Regions from separate parts of the Gossypium hirsutum genome. Here region 2 is linked to region 1. The links are chromatin contacts, called in public Hi-C maps. All regions are on one chromosome and are shown on one strand. Each heading gives the region's core, a stretch centred on a gene start, on an enhancer-like site or on the middle of the called end of the contact. The rest is flanking DNA. Distances are from core to core; before and after follow the strand shown. Region 1 has its middle 49 kb from the start of LOC121228197. Region 2 holds the start of LOC121228197 (inactive leucine-rich repeat receptor-like protein kinase CORYNE).

The links. A called contact is a pair of places that touch in the nucleus more often than the background predicts.
Region 2: a Hi-C map of leaf shows a contact between it and region 1, with 2.6 times the contacts expected there. The contact joins the promoter of LOC121228197 here to the enhancer-like site in region 1. A contact is called at or near these places in 6 of 34 Hi-C or Micro-C datasets (fibers, hypocotyl and leaf).

What each region holds. Positions count from the first base shown.
Region 1 is chrA04:80,833,149-80,836,406 of Gossypium_hirsutum_v2.1, reverse strand. No RefSeq gene overlaps it. Among protein-coding and RNA genes, the nearest start is that of LOC121228197, 49 kb to the left of the region's middle. Within about 2 kb of position 1,501, at least 2 of the 9 cell types and tissues checked have an H3K27ac peak or open chromatin away from gene starts, as enhancers often do. A contact at or near this core is called in hypocotyl and leaf, where this site is marked.
Region 2 is chrA04:80,882,511-80,885,882 of Gossypium_hirsutum_v2.1, reverse strand. It overlaps LOC121228197 (inactive leucine-rich repeat receptor-like protein kinase CORYNE), which reads right to left and starts at 1,762. Exons shown (of 2, transcript XM_041111471.1): 1 at 1-1,762. The coding sequence starts at 668.

The DNA of each region.
Region 1 (3,258 bases), core at 252-2,751:
CAAAAAAAAAGTCATTAAAATAAGGGGTGGAATTGTTAATAATCTAATATTATCATGAGAATGTAACATTGATTAAGGAAGAAAGGTGGTATTAAGATAGTTTGTAATATGATTACTAGAATTTAAGATTACTTAGTTCATTATTGAATATATCAGATAGTTCATTATTGAATATATCAGATTACCTTATTTCGTTTATTTAGTTAGACTGTAAAATTTTATTGTTTAATTGATGAACGGTAACATTACCAAAAAACACATTTTACTAAATTACCTTTAATTATAAATATAAATAAAAAACTTATTAAACTATAGTGAAGTAAAAATTAACTATGGAAATATGAAAATAATATACAAAATTTTAAAATTTTCATACAAATAAATAATTGATAATAAAAAAATTCACCTATAATAAATTAAAAATTGAGGTAATATAATCAACAAAATATGATAAAATGAACAAATGTTAAAATTTTCGATTGATAATAACATTAAATTCTGCTATTAATCTATGTACTTTGTAAAAGTTATGGATTTAATCATTATACTTTTAATTTGATAAATTTTAGTCTTTGTACTTTTCAATTTGGTTAATTTTAGTCCCTATACTTTTTTACTTTTGAAATTTTAGTCTTGACCCAAACTATAGGAGTCAAATTCGTTTTAATTAAATTCAATTTCTAATCTTATACTATACATTCAATTGTACATTTAATTATATTATCCAATTATATCATTCTAAGCCCCTATATTACCGTATTTCTAAAACCTTGCAAGTTTAAAAAAGAATACGTTCTTTGAATTATGGAATGAGTAATTTTTTAAAATAATATTGATTGAGGATTTTATTAAAAGAAAGTTATAAGTTAGATATAAGTTATATATTTTTAAATTAATTATAATTATAATCAAACATTATAAAGTACTCTCGAACTAATAAAAAGAATATATTCAGAACTATATTAAAATAATTTTAGAGAAAACTTACTTATAATAAGATTTAATTAAGAATAAATTAGGAGAAACTTACACATAATTCACTTAGGGTGGGAGTCAAACACGAGATATTGAGGAATTAATGATACCATTCTTTCAGATTAAACTTTTTGTTCAATCAGGAGAAAGGACTGAGAATTTGTTCATTTTACTTTCTAGTTACATGTGTTGGAATTACTAAGTAATAGAGCAACACATTTTAGAAATAGAACAATTAGATATAAAAAAGATCAAAATTATATAAAATGAAATTTAATATTATACAATTATATGCATTAAATTTGGTCTAAATTAAATTTTCACAAACAACTTGATACCATTATTTACGTCATATAAAATAAAAATAAAAATATTAATATATTATTACATCAAATTAAACATTTCTTAAAAAAAAAACATATAACTTTAAATTTTATAAAACTAAAGGACGGAATAAGTAATATAATAATGTTTGGTCGTTTCTAGGGAGGAGCGAAAAGGCAGCAACTGCGGTAGGCGTGTCTTTTCCCCTACCTGTCGGCGTGCAAAAGCTACCTATACTTTTTAACCATTGCCATCGGCATGGGCTGCCCTTCCCTTCCTTTGGGCCCCAACGGATCCAATGCATGTGATTCAGCCTTCGTTTTCATAGGTTGTATTGGATTTTAATAAATGATTTCTTTATAAAATTAATTTTTACTATTTAAATATTTTTAAGAACATATTTTATAAAATACTTATTTTTTACACTTCAATTTAAATTATATTATTTCCATATTCAATAAATATATTGTTCATTTTGTCTTGACTTGTATAGAGTGGTAGTTAAAAACTTTCGTCAGACACTTGTTTAACACAAATTCAAACTATATAACCCACATCTCTCAACCTAAATATTGTATAAAAAAATTGATTTGTTAAAACTAAAGTAAAAGTAAGAGTTTATATATATAATATACAAAATAAATATTCATATATCATACTGTATATTAAATTAAATTTCATACATATCCAAATATCAATTTAATTAAAAAATGATTAAAATCTCTCTCTTTATATAGAATCTATAAAAAAATTAAATTAATATATTGTGAGATTTAAACACAAGCTATCATATTGTTCATAACCTCAACTTTACTAATCTAATAAACTCTCATTTAATTTTAGTATAAAATAATTATAAATATATTTAATGTACATTTTTTGAGTTCTCATCAGTTGGATTTTAAGAATGATGAATTCTTTAACTTTCTTTTTATCATTGGAAGTGGTGGGCTCAATTGAAGCTGAATTATAAGACATTATGAAGACCATTGAGGTCTTTTGAATATTGATGGAAGAGTAAAGGAAGGAATTGGATGGAACTGGATTTTGTTGTTGTAATTTCACGGTATATTAATGTTAGATAAGTGACCTTAGTAGGTTATTAAAGTAATGATTAATTGATTGAGGATAATGCACTTCAGCGTACTTAAACCTACATCTTCCTATATTGGCAACAATGTCCATGCCAATCGAGCTAAGACTCAACATGTTTTGGTTTTAAATAAATATATATGAGTGTTGAGTCTTTTTTATTCGTCCTCCTATGATGGTGATGTCAGAATATTTATATGATATGAGTACTGTTCATTGATATGACATACTATGTAGGTTTCATGCATACAGACATGTATTCTATTTTAGAACTAACATGTGTTTATATGATTCCATGCACTCGTAACTTCGCAGGAGAGCAAGCTCGATCTACGAGCTCCTTTTGCGAGCTCAATAGAATCTTAGCCCAAACCTATTCGATTTTTTGGGTCGATGATGGTAATTATCCTAACAAATTTTAATAAAAATAAAATAATATTTTAGTAATTAAAAGGGTACAATACTGCTTCTTGGTGGCGTTTTGTGAGATTAAGAAGGCATTTATGTACTTCTTCCTTTTTGAGACGCATATCCCTAAGTTGATTTTCTAGCTTCAATAGCTCTTTTCTGATGCCCTCCCTCTTTATTCATCTTTGCTTCCTCAATCTCACCTATTATTTCTCTATTTTCTTTTTCTACTTCTTCTGATAGCTCTTTTATTGTAGTGATAAATTTTTTTATGGTGGCCAATGAAGCCCAAGGGTTCCATATCCTCCTCTTTAGACAAGCAATAACAATAGTTTTCTCTTCTATACGTTTCAGCTCTTTGTGGAAATTATTGTATCTACTTTCAGTTTGTCTTTCTTCGTAAAACAACTGAATAAATTCGTTAAGGCTTTGCTTGAAATGAGTTGAATCATGATTAAT
Region 2 (3,372 bases), core at 513-3,012, 49 kb before region 1:
GCAATCCTAAGCCTAACATCCCATCTAAGCTCCAGGTGATTTTCCCTAACTCCATTCATTGCATCCTCAAGGCTCCCCATGGGCATATAATCATAAACCAAAGAAAACCTATCAGATTCACGAACATAAGCTCTTAAACTCCTCAAATGCCTGTGCCTCAAACTAGCAAGAACCTCCAGTTCTTGTTGTATCCTTCTCTTCACCGACTTGCTCTGCATCTCCGGGGAACCACTGTCAAAGGGTTCAAGCACTTTGGCTGCAACAGTGAGCCCGTTATCAAGAACCGTCTTATAGTACTTCCCGTTGGAGCTTGAACCTAGCAACTGGTTTTCATTTGCAAGGGCTGATTGGAGAGTCTTGGAAGATATTTTGGGAGAAAATATAACAGGACCTTTAAGGAATGGGGTTTGATTGATGTACTGAACAGCAATTTTGATCAATAAAGCAAAAAGAATAGCTCCAATCAATCCAGTTAAAATTCCCAGCACAATGCTGAGAATTACCCTTTTGAACCCAATCTTGAATTCTTGAGGCTTTGTAGCTGAAGAAGGCCGAGAAGACAGTTGTCTAATGAGTCTTTCTTTGCACTCTACAGGTGTTTGGTGTAAGCAAAGAAGTAGCAGCAAGAGTAAAGCCACAGTGACTATGCAACCCCTCATTTTCGCCATGGAAGCAAAAAAAAAAAAAAAGAAAGAAAAGCAGAGAATATGAGACAAATGCACATACAAGGATCGTTCTTGCTGCTTATCTTAAAGCTTCAGAGCCACCACCATAACCCAATATCCAAAACCCCATAATGATGCTCCACGTTTCTTCAGCATCTTACAAAAACAGGACGGAACTCAAAGGAACTTAAATTTACTTACCCTGCACTAATACCAAAGAAAAAAGCTTCAATTTTTCTAATTCAAAAACTGGAGGACTCTCTTTAGTGTCCAACTTTTTTGGACGAAAATGACAAGAAAACCCTCCAGAGGACTTCAAATTTGGCGAGCAAATCTTATAAAGAAAGACGCAAAGAATAAATTCGTCACTGCGTTTTTATTTTTGTTCCTTCACCTGAAACTTCAAACGAATCGAATCTTCAAATTTCAAACAAAAATTTTCTTTTCAAAAAAAATATGCTCCCAACTTAAGCAACAGATAAGATAACAAGAGATGTCTCACACATTTGACAGAGAAAAGTAAAACTTTCAGATATTGAATTTTACAGGAAAAAAAATGAAAACCCAGATTTTATTTTCCCTCTGAAAACATAACTACAAAGCTTTTCTTTTTCTAATTCCCAGTGACAGCGTAAGCAAGCTTTCGTTTTCTTTTTCTTTTTTTTTTTTCGATTTTGTTGATCAATAATTGTTAGGTTTCAAAACATCATAAGAAAACAAATCAAGCACTAACTGTTTCCATTCATGAATAGTATAATTGTAAACAAAATCTGTGTAAGAAAAAAAACACCTTTTGGTTTTGTTTGTTTTCACTGTAATACTAAATTAGGGGGCAAGGTTTGGCATTGCCTTCCCGCCTTAGAGAAAGAAAGAGCAAAGGCAAAGCGTGGGGGTGGGGACGGGTGCCACGCAGGCGGAAGCATCGGTATCACGAGGCTAAAACAAAAGCAAGACATCGAAGTGTGTGAGTGAGTGAGGGACAAAGTACAAGGGAGGATCGTGAGCGTTGGTTGGGTTGGGAGATTAGCTGGCAGGCAATGGATCAGTGGCTTTAGCAGTGGCTGGGAATTTGTGCATTATGGTTTGCTTTTTCCTTTTTCTTTTTACAGTTTTTTTTTTCTTATGGAATGTAATATTGTTTTAGCTTAATTTCACATTTGGCCCCTGAACTTGTCACCTCCTTTAAAATTGGTAATTATGGTCACCGCGGGTCGTGGGGCTCCACCCCTAAAATGTTAAATTTTATATTATTTTAAATGAGTATATAGTAAATTACACTTTAAACTCCGATTATTATAAAATTTTAATTTAGTCCTTTAAAATTTTAAAAAGACAAGTTATCAAAATGATAAAATTTTATTTTAACTCTCTTAAAAATATACAATCAATCCTTTCAATAACATTTACATTTGTCTGCTAAAATCTTTGATGTAATAGAGATGTGGTTATTATTTACCTATAACAACATTTGAGATTTAGATTATTTTTTATTTTTTATAAAATTTCAAATTAAAGAACTATAATATATTAATAATATTATTATGCGGGAAAATTAATGAAATATGCTGAATTTTTTAATAGTTAAGTAAATAATGTTTTTTTATATTTACCGAGGTACGTTGTTTTAGGAGAGAGAAATGAAAATGCGCCCTGTAAGACGCATTTTTAAGGCAACAATAGCATTTCCCCAACGGTCACAATTCCAATGGCTATACCTCACCAACCATATTTGTAAAATGACAAATCAACTTATTCGTTTGGATGACAAGCATATCTCTTACGTTCAATTACAAATGGTAAGAAAATATTGTTAAATTATTTAATTTTAATTAGTTAATTATTATGTTGTTAAAATTATTAATTTTTTATGTTTATATACTCAATTCGAAGATCGGATTTTGGAGACATACATACACAATTTAAGTATGAGTGCATCGGTTGCCATTCATGGACACTTGCGAGATACATGATTCTTATATGTGGCTCGCATGCTCGGGGGAGGGGGGACTAAATTGGATCCCTTACTTATTAGTGCTTTGGTAGAAAGATAGAGACCAGGGACGCACACATTTCATCTTACTTATTATGAGTGTATAATTATACTCAATGACGTTGGTTTACAACTCAGTCTACCGGTCAATGAGGAAGTCGTTACGGGGCCAGTGGTGAGTGCAGATTAAAATGCAACATGTGAGCAACTACTAAGGAAAGTGCCGAACAAGTTTAGAGGTAGTTGGATCGAGATGGGGTGGTTGGAGGACAACTTCAAATATATCGAGGCTTTTGTGACTAACGTTGAAAAAGAACAATTCGCACACGCATTTATCTTGAGGTTGATCGGGGATCTGCTTTTGCCAGATAAATATCAAAATCTAGTACATTTAATGTGGCTACTACTAATAGTCGACTTGAAAGAAGCAAGATGACTTAGTTGGGGATCAACGGTGCTGGTAACATTATACCAAGAAATGTGACGAGTGACAAAACCAAAAAAAGTTAAAATCAGGGATTGCATGTTCCTTCTACAAAAGTGGGCATGGTATCGACTACCATTTTTACGACCTCGAGTGGACTCTCTTATGAATTCCCACCCGTAATATGATAAAATTCGTTTGATAATATCATTATCATAAGATTTTTTTCATTATTTTAATTTTGAAATAACATATTATTTGAATAGGTGGAACAATCGTGTAAGACACACAAG